Linked DNA regions of Ovis aries: region 2 is linked to region 1. The links are chromatin contacts, called in public Hi-C maps. All regions are on one chromosome and are shown on one strand. The core of a region is the stretch at or near the end of the contact, and the rest is flanking DNA. Distances in the headings are between cores, read along the strand shown. Region 1 overlaps LOC105614728 (tubulin alpha-1C chain). Region 2 holds the start of LOC101119975 (tubulin alpha-1A chain).

Region 1 (4,819 bases), core at 1,597-4,096:
AGGTTCCAACAGGTTTATATTGTTGGTAAAGCTACTTCATCTTTTTCAGGAAACCCATTATGAGCTCATTCCAGAAAACAAAAACTCATTTTTGTTAGAATGTTATTATCAAGCTCTGGAGGGTGAGGACTATGATTGATAACACTTTCCTATTACAAATGTTTCCTATCAGTGACACCATATTTTTCCAGATGGGTGGGCCAATTGTATTTCTGCTCTAAATCCTGCTTTCTTCCAGTTCCCCAGGAGTTTTCTGATTGTAGCCTTTAACAAAGTTCCCAGCAATGGTAAATTGAGGTTTGTTTTGGAGTATGTATATAAATGTGTTTGCAAATAGGTTTAGATCCTGGTGTGGAAAAAACCTGCAGTCTCCTAAATAGAAAAATCATCAAGTAAATCAGAACTGACTTAAGAGTTTGGAAATGGTAGTGTGCCTTAGTGACCTTGTATCAAACCATGGCCAAGGCCACATTCCAACACATCCCCACTCCCACATTAATTTAATTTCTGTCACCCTCTTCATCTTTTAAAATTCCTTCCATTCAGCAAAATCAGTTCCATTCAACAGAACAAATACATTGTGACTTGTGCACCTTATACCTCCTCATGTGCACTGATGGAAAATACGGTTTTAGTTTTCAGCGTTGCACCTGAGAACATGGCAGGCTGGGGGCCGGGTAATGAAATGAATTAAGCCTCCTCTTCTCGGGAAGCCCCAGGTTTTCCTAACACCCATATAACATATGCCAGTTCACTTAGGCCGGAGGGCTCCTCAAAACTGAGGCCATTTTCTTGCAGGGTCAATTTGGTCTCTTTTTAGATAAACGGACTGTATTTGACTGTTACCTTGGTGTCAGGGCTTTCTCTGGGCAAAGGGTCGGACGTTCACCTGCAGCCCGTCTCCTCCTTCCCCGGCAAGCTCCTTGCAGCGTCGCGGCGCTTCCAGCAGATGGCGCCGCAGCTGAATTTTCGCGACCCGCTCTCTAAACCAGGAGAAGCTTCTGGAATAAACAGGAAGGGGAATTTGTTTTTTAAAGCATTGTTTCAACATATATTGTCTTCTTTGTTGAGTCAGAAGCTTTTTTTATTTGACTTATATTGAAATGCATTTGAGATGTTTAAAAAAAATCAGCGATGACGCAATACCAAATACGGGGTTTGGGGGCGGGGGGTTGTTTTGTTTTCTTAAGAATTTCCACTCTCACAAATGATTCAGGAAGGAAGCTCTCAAGTAGCATAAACTGTCACAAGAGCACAGTGGTTCAGAAACGCTAGCAAGGTGTGCTAGGTGAAGAAAGGCAGCCTCAAATAGACCAACAAGGAGGGGCAAGGGAGAGCCTCGCTGGGCCGCAGCGGAAGTGACCTTAGAGGCGGGCGGGGCGGTGGCCGTGGAAAACAGCGCCGCCTGCTGGTCGAAAGAGAAAAAGCTCGGATCTTGCAAGAGGCTGCGGCGTGGCTCCCTGGACACTTACTCCCCACAGACATTTACAGTCAAGATGCTGCACGTTATGCCCCTTCCCCAACAAAGCTGAATGTAATGGGCACAACCGGATAAGTCTTTCTGTAGAGAAGAGAAATCTTAGAGGCCCGTTGTGGTTTGGGAACACAGTGTTTCAAAGACCTTCACTGTTGTTAACACTTCCTAAAGCCAAAAATGGTGGATTTTATTATTATGGTATAATTGTTATTTAAAGCAATTCATAAAGGAGAGTGAAAAATAGAACCCTATAGGTGCTCTCTTTCATTTATCCCACCCTGCTTTATTTACAAAATAATAAAAGAGGTGATCAGAAGCAAATTGGAAAAAAACGGGCAGAAGGTTGAATTTCAAGGTGATTGTGCTTATCATTTCTCATTATGGCCCCTCATTTTTATTCCAGGGTTGTTGCAGTTTCATTTCTAGAGTCCCTCCTCCTCTCCCCACTTCCTTTTTCTCTTCACTCATTTGACAGGAGCCTCCGCAGTCATCGGCCTAGAATACGTCATCGTCATCCACTGGGAGAAAAGTGTGGTACCACCTTTCTCCCCCTATGGCTGAAGCCGGCGGATAGAAGATGACGGTTGCGTTTCTGCTCCTGACCCAGCGCGATTGTTGGGAACTGTTAACCTGCAAGATGATGCCAAAGCGCAGCCTCCTTCCTTTTATGCTGTATAGAGTTTTAGGTTGCCCTTCATTAAGCTGATGCTTTCCCCTACAGAGCCCTGTCCTTCACTTTGCCCAGACGGTGTGCTAATAACCTTCTCCTCCCTTCTACTTGCAGAGATTCAGTGCATTAAGCCTAAGAGTTGTACACCCCTCTATGTCTTCTTTTAAGGGAGTGAAGACCCATAGGTGGACAATTTTATTTAGATTAGTCATGCTGTTTATCAGATCGATGTTCTCTTGACATGAAAATTTCCATCTCCCATCAAGGCATAGCTGCAGGCATTTATTATAGGCTCTGGTTCAAAGCAGGCCCTCTCTTTTGAGCATTAGCACCAGAAATTAGGAACCTGACTGAAGGAGAAGCTTCATGAGGGTCCAGAAAGAAGGAAAGCTGGGCCCCCAAGTCCTGTTTATGACTACTGTAGCCTTCACAATCTGGATCCAACCAAAGGAACACTGAGAGCACAGTGTCTGGAGTACAAAGAAGAGTAATGGATATACAGTAACTTGACTGAGTCAGGGACAGGGTCCAAGACATGCCTGACGATTGTTTATCTGCAGAGAAACAGAAATAAAGGAGGAGCTGTCTCCCTCAGTGTTACAAAAGTGTCCTTGGGGAGAGGACGCAGGAACAGGGCAGCTGATAACATTAACACCGCGTGGGCACACACTTCCCCATCCCCAGGACTGCTGAACCATGCGTTAGTAAACCAGTCGGCAGGGACACAGCTCTGAGCCTCTCCTGTCACAGTCCTCAGAAGCAGTCGGCTCCGACAAGGCAAAGTGGCTTTTCCGAGGGGGAGGGGTGCCTGCTTTCTCTTTGTTCTTCCTTGGAAAATAGGCTCTCTCTTAAGTCTCATAACCAGCTGCTTTCATCTCTCAGAGGAAGGCGAAAAAATGTTAATTCCCAATAAAAATTTGGACAGCATATTTTTCAGAGCCCTGAACTCTGACTGTGAAATGCAGGGGCAAACTCATTACAATTCTAACACGCTGTAAGTTTTATTCTGGGTTTCTAGGCAAAAATTTCAAAAAGATGCCCCTCCTTATCAAATAAAAATATAAAGAAAGGTCATCTTCAGAAAGGGGTAATAGAGACAGTGCTTTGAATCCTTCTCAACCTAATAATAGATGTCGTGCACTCTATTCTTAATAATTTCTTCCTCACAGGTATGATTTAATGAGCATATTCCTTTGTCTGCTAAGAAATAAGGGCTCTCTGAGAAGTCACACTTTTTTATATTACAAGTGATTTTTTTTCTCATAAGAATGATTTAATATAGCTCCTTTAAAGATAAAGACATTCAGTATTGTCTGACTTATGTGTGGAATTAAGAGAAAGGATGTTTGTTCTTGTATCAGGAATAGGCCTGCCACACCCCAGGCACTCAGAGCATCTTCTCCCTGGACTGATTCTTAAACCAAAGCTACACATGGCTTCCGTGCTTGACAGCTGAGGTGGCCTTTTATATCCAGTTGGAATTTCTGTTTGAAAATGGGCTCTGTTGGTCAGAGGAAGCTTAATGGGCTGAGGGCTAGCCTAATATTTTGGAAATGCTATAGGTTCATTTCCTCCCAAAATAAAGTACCTTCGGTCCCTTCAAGTGGCATCCTCAGGCTCTTTAAGACAATTCCAACTTTTGGGGATTTTATGTACTCACTAAATGTCAGGTATTTTGTCCAGAGTAACAGAATATCTGCACATTTGTATTCAGGAAGCGAGGAAGTGAGAACAACCTCCAGCCAGGGAAGCAGCCCAGTGTAAGTACGTGATCTGATGGCCCAAGTTCTACAGGTAAGCTTCTAAAATGATTCTGAAGCTAGACAAGAAACGAATGAGCAGGTGTTAAAGGATTATATATACCTTTGTAATTAACAGAAAAATTGGATAAAATAGCACTGGACATGTATAGTCATAATACTACCCTGTGTTTAGGTTATTACCTGTTACCCAGAGGGTATATTACAGAATGCCTTTCATCTGACCGATTCAAAGGTCTTTCCAGTGTTAAGCTCATACATTAAGGCATTGCAATTTAACAACTAATAAGCACTTTGGGGGCAAGAGCCATGTCTTGCTTGCACTTCCTTTATGTTTTGCAGTGTGGCCAGCAGGTATTAGACAGTAGGTGCTCAGGGAATTCTATCTTAAAATATATATATACACACACACACACACACACACACACACACACACACACATATATATATATATATATATATATATATATATATGTGCTGTGCTTTAATCCTGAGATTAGGCCTGCCTTTTTTGTCACCCTGAAGAAAATGGCTAGTGGTACTCTGTGGACAGAAAATGCAAGTGGGGATGCTGCAGCTTCTCTGATAATGACCACGGCAGCTGACTTTCCTAGACCAGAAACTGTGTGAATACGTCACACAAATCACCTCATTTAAACCTCACCGCAGCCCAACAGGCTTGGTTTATTATTATTACTATCGCTATTTTACATATGACAAGATATTATTCAAGCCACACAACTAATAGAGAGTCACATCAGGGACTTGAATCTAGAGAGAGATCCAGCTCCAAGGTGCATGCTCTGAAGTACATTCCTGCTCCAGAGTATCTAATAACGACACTTCTAGTTCCATTTACTACCTTCTTTGAGGGGCTGCCTCATAGCATAATATCTGGAGTGGGAGGGAGAG
Region 2 (4,819 bases), core at 1,331-3,830, 43 kb after region 1:
CTAACCATGAAAAGTTAATGAAAATATGCACAGAAAGAAATCATTCATTTAATTCAACAAACATGTATATAATGACTACCATATGCTAGGCAATTTGTCAAGGACTCAGATTCACATTGTAATGGAGGAGAGATACAGACCATCCAATAAATAATTTAAATTCCAAAAATACTATGAAAGAAAAATGTTTTATGCTAATTTTACTGTCGACGAGAAATAATACATTAGTAGAATATTTATACATGCATGCTGATGTAAGTTAAAGTTGACAGTAAATATAAAAAATGATCTAGTAAAAAAATGTTTTTTGTTTCCCATAGTTTGCATGCTATTAAGCCAGATAATGAGGAACAAAAATAATAGATTATTATTTCCCCTCCTTTTCCATTTATATATTTAAGATTAACGGTATTCATATATTTGATTTCTGACCTAGATCTTACTGTTACTTATGGCCAAGAGGAGGGGGGAAAAAAGCTGCATTTCATGAATGTTTCTGAGATAGAATTACAAAGAATCAATTGCATGAACCCGCCCCTCTCTTATTGAATCCTCTGTAAATTGCATAAAGAATGGAGGCTGTTGGGGAAATGACATATTTCTTTCATATTATAAAGATAATCAAATTCAAAATGGTGTCTCTCATTCCAAAAAAGGAGATTTTTATACTGTATCATGATCCAAAAGTGTGTGATTTATTTCACTATTAAATTTTTGAAAGAAGTATTTTCAATGAGCTACTTATTAATCCTTATACTTCCCTATGACATTTAATTCCTATTTTCGTTAAGTGTATCTCTGGATTGAGGAAAAAAAAGCTCCAAGTCATCCTTAATCCTCTGTCTCTTTACTGAAATATACTTCTATTTGCAAAAGGGATGTATAAAGATAAGATAATAGAGACTATTTTTCCTATAAAATACGCAAGAAATAGGTAGAATTACTTGTGTCAGGGCTTGTTTTTTCCTAGAGAACACTACTGCAGCAAATTTGAACAAGTAAAGCAGAGCTGGGGCTGGCAGGCTAGAAAAATCCATGGCTGCCACTGTCACAGCACAACCTGCAGCAGCTGTCTCAAGTCCCTCCCTCCCACGCCCAAGCACTGCCTGCCAGCCCAGCAGGAATGAATGGATTCTGCAGAGCACTATAAATGGTGCTGCCGACCCTGAAAATCTCTTGCTAAAAGCCAAAAGGAAAAATTATCTGCCAAAATGCATATTTTCAACTTCAGGGGCCACAGCAAACCTCTTTACCTCTGAAATTTCATTAGCAACGTCAAATGGTACCCAGTCCAGAGGCATATTCTGCACTGTACATCCTTGTTGATAATGGAAGCTTTCTGAGTAGCAAAAGAATGTTACTGCACTCCACTTCCTTAAGCAAAGCCTTTTGTCCCAAGAGGCAGTTGAGCAACCACCAGTGTCTCTGACTGAATAGCAGCTGTATGAGGCTGGCTACAATTCCCACAGTTTGAAGCCCAATCTTAGAGGAGGAGAATTTACTGAATTCACATAAGATTTACATTAAAAAAAAATGCAGTTATTGAGGTGACATCTACACAGTTGTCTACGGAAGGAGACAATATTACAAAATAGTCTTCTTTTTCACACTATACAACTCTCTTCCTTTCTAATGTGGTATCCCAGTAATTTTCTCTTTCCAGAAGAGAGAACAATGCAGAATATAACTGCATGCACAGGTAGTACTAGCGTCTAAACTCAATTCTCTCTCCTTGTATTTTCTCAATTCTATATTAGAAAAGATGATCATTTTAAGCAACAATACACGACATAAAATATATTAACATAGACTTCTGGAATATTTCCAGTAGAGTAAGTATGGTGTGTTCATTAGATCTGAATTATCTTCATGTTAGAACTACTTGTGTGCTTCCATAGATTGATTGTTCTTTTCATCTAGTGTTTTTGTTTAGCTTTTAGGGAGAGGGTGGCAAAAGAAGGTCTGAAAAAAAATTACTTGAACCTGAGAAACCATTTTGGATGGTTATTGAATAATTTTTTAATTAAAAAAACAAAACAAAACAAAACACATTTACCCAAGCCATTTTAAGCATCATTCCCATCTTCTCTTCTACTTTATTTTTAAAGCACTAGAGATACTGAATCTTCACCAAATGTGGGTTTAGCACACTCTGAGGGAGAAGCTGAAAGTAATTTTCTATTAAAATATTTCATCTCAAATTCTGCGATTAAATGCTGGGAGGAAAACCTTTACATTGATGATTTTAACAGCAGTTTGAGGTTTAAACAATATAAAGTCACCCAACTCCAGTTCTCTTTCCCTCCCTCCCCCCACCCCTTCCCAACCCCACCCCGTAATGGATGCTCGGCTGACTGTTTTTGCTCGGTCTCTTTGTCTGAAGGATGCAAGCAGTCTATGGATGCTAGGGGAAAAGGGGTGGGGGAGAGATTACCTCATCCCATGTCGCATGCACCAATCACCACTCTTCTGTCGCGGCTCCTCTGGGCAGATTGAGGGGTCTGGACCAACAGGAAAAGGCCCCAGCCCATCCCCATGGTGACCGAGTTGTATATAGGGAGCCTCAGACGCCCATGTGCCGCAGGTTCTCTTACATCGACCGCCTAAGAGTCGCGCTGTAAGAAGTAACAACCTCTTCTCCTCTCCGCCATCTGCTCGGCAGCCGCAAAACAGCAACTATGGTAAGAGTGTCTCCTCCGGCTCTTTGTGACGCTGGGTGGGGTCAGCCTCCCCAGGGTCTCCTTGGAAAATCTTAAAACCTTTGTCCTTTACAACTCGATGGGTAAGAGTAGCTTTACATTTTATTTGCGAGTTTTGGCTTTGTCTGCGGCCGGACTCCCCGCCGCAGTGCGGGGTGCAGGAGCCCCACCACGACTGAGTCCAGGGCGCGGCTGAGCAGTGAGGGGGAACAAAGGCGGCGCCTAGGGAGGTTTTGTTACCCAAGTCCCTGGCAGCCGCGTGCAGCAGCCCATCTGTCGGTCAAGAAAGGGGCTGGGGCAGGCAGGGCGGTCTTGGCGTCGCCTGCTCGGCCCCCGTGTGCGCACGATAGTCGTGTGACTCGGAGAAGCCCTTCCTCGCGTTGTTCCCCAGGGACAGGGAGAGGATTCGTCGACCGAAAAGACGGGGGTCGGTGGGTGTAGCTGGGAAGAAGACTCGGGGAGAGAAGGAAAGGGACAAAGCGGAGCCTGAGGTTAGTATTAAAAAAAAAGGATCCCTCGCCAGTTCGTTGGTGTTTTAGAAAGACACCCATGTATTAACAGGCAAAATGGTTAGTTTCTGTGGCGGCCGGCGTCGAGGCGGCGCAGGGGCGGAGTTGTTTGTTTCTGCTTCTCTCGCCTTGGAGCCGCTGGGAGGGGTTCGTCCTCACTAAGCCTCCTCTGTCAGAAAGACTTTTAACAAGCCTTTCATCTTTACAGAACCGTAGGCGTTAAAAGGTTTTTCATTCACTGTCAAAACTTAGATTTTTTTTTTTTTTGAGGAGCAAAGTCACAGTTCACATGACAAGCCCTTTAACGTCTGGTCTGGGGCCGCCCCGCCCTGGCTGACTCCTGTGTGTCTGTCTTGATCGCATGTTCAGCGAGAGAAAAAGCCGATTTTGTGAGCCAGGGTGCTCTAATGCAGAGGACCCAGGGAAACGCCCTTCCCCGCCCCCAGCCCCCGTTTGTCAGTGACTAGACAATGGACAGACAAAGGAAGTTGTAACCGTAAAGGCTACGGAGGGGACACTCTACTGAATGTAATGAGCATGAGTATTCTGTGGTGGGTACGAAATTTCAGAATGAAAACATTATTTTGTTGTTTTATATAAATATTTAATTATTTCACTGGGCTTTAAGCTTGGTAGCTTTTCATGTTCTATTTATTTCTAGTTTAGGAACTGTTGTTTTAAAGATACTAATACTTTTTCAGTTTTTTGCAGAGGAGAAGATTCTGGGAAAACTTTTTTAAATAATGAAAATGCTGCAGACAAAGAAGACTTATACTTTGTGTAGCTGTCTTTTGTTCTAGTGCATCTTCATGAATTCATTTCAGTTTAGGCATATGGTCCCAGGCTGGGTCAGAAGAGGAAAACTGGCAGATAGCACAATGAGATCATGTAGGCAGTTGCTGGAAATAGAGCTTGCTCTGTTAAATAATGTAGCAGACAGTACAGGCTGGCACCAGGCACAGCAAATGCAGCAGTGCAGGAGACAGTCCTTGTTTAGCTTCTACCCCCTAATACTGATGGATTCTGCAGACAGACTGCAGAAGGGTGTGGCTTCTAGCCTCAGCTGCAGTACAGATGTCCATATTGAAATACCAAGTCCTATCAAAAAAATGTTCATCTTTAAAGGTGAAGGAGGCAGTAATAATGATTGCAATTAACTAGTGATTGAAATTACTTCATTTTACAAAAATTTTGTGCTTGACTATTTTTTAAATATGAAAAATCTTCTATTCAAGTATGGCTGTTGGAACAATCGGCTTGCACCATGTGCTTAACAGTGCAGCCTTATCCAGACCACACCCATCTGCAGCATTTGTAGCAAGTGCTTTTCTTTAACTGTTTCTATTATGTTAGGAATATGACCTCAAATAAATTCAAAGAATACTTGTATATTACTAGAAATCATTTTGGAAATTTATTGAAAATTGAAAATGCTAATATAACTAATTTTACAATTTTTCTCTTTTCCTTCCCACAGCGTGAGTGCATCTCCATCCACGTTGGCCAGGCTGGTGTCCAGATCGGCAATGCCTGCTGGGAGCTCTACTGCCTGGAACACGGCATTCAGCCCGATGGCCAGATGCCAAGTGACAAGACGATTGGGGGAGGAGA

The links. A called contact is a pair of places that touch in the nucleus more often than the background predicts.
Region 2: a Hi-C map of hypothalamus shows a contact between it and region 1, with 2.9 times the contacts expected there. The contact joins the promoter of LOC101119975 here to the enhancer-like site in region 1. A contact is called at or near these places in 8 of 16 Hi-C or Micro-C datasets (blood, hypothalamus, muscle and 3 more).

Annotation. Positions count from the first base shown.
Region 1 is chr3:137,023,140-137,027,958 of ARS-UI_Ramb_v3.0, forward strand. It overlaps LOC105614728 (tubulin alpha-1C chain), which reads right to left. Exons shown (of 8, transcript XM_042246769.1): 4 at 847-1,001. It overlaps LOC114113988 (a long non-coding RNA gene), which reads left to right. Exons shown (of 4, transcript XR_009600228.1): 3 at 1-3,941. Among named protein-coding and RNA genes, the nearest start is that of PRPH, 80 kb to the left of the region's middle. Within about 2 kb of position 2,847, at least 38 of the 54 cell types and tissues checked have an H3K27ac peak or open chromatin away from gene starts, as enhancers often do. A contact at or near this core is called in hypothalamus, where this site is marked.
Region 2 is chr3:137,066,734-137,071,552 of ARS-UI_Ramb_v3.0, forward strand. It overlaps LOC101119975 (tubulin alpha-1A chain), which reads left to right and starts at 2,581. Exons shown (of 4, transcript XM_027967377.2): 1 at 2,581-3,190; 2 at 4,686-4,819. The coding sequence starts at 4,788. It overlaps LOC105614728 (tubulin alpha-1C chain), which reads right to left and starts at 2,876. Exons shown (of 8, transcript XM_042246769.1): 1 at 2,435-2,876.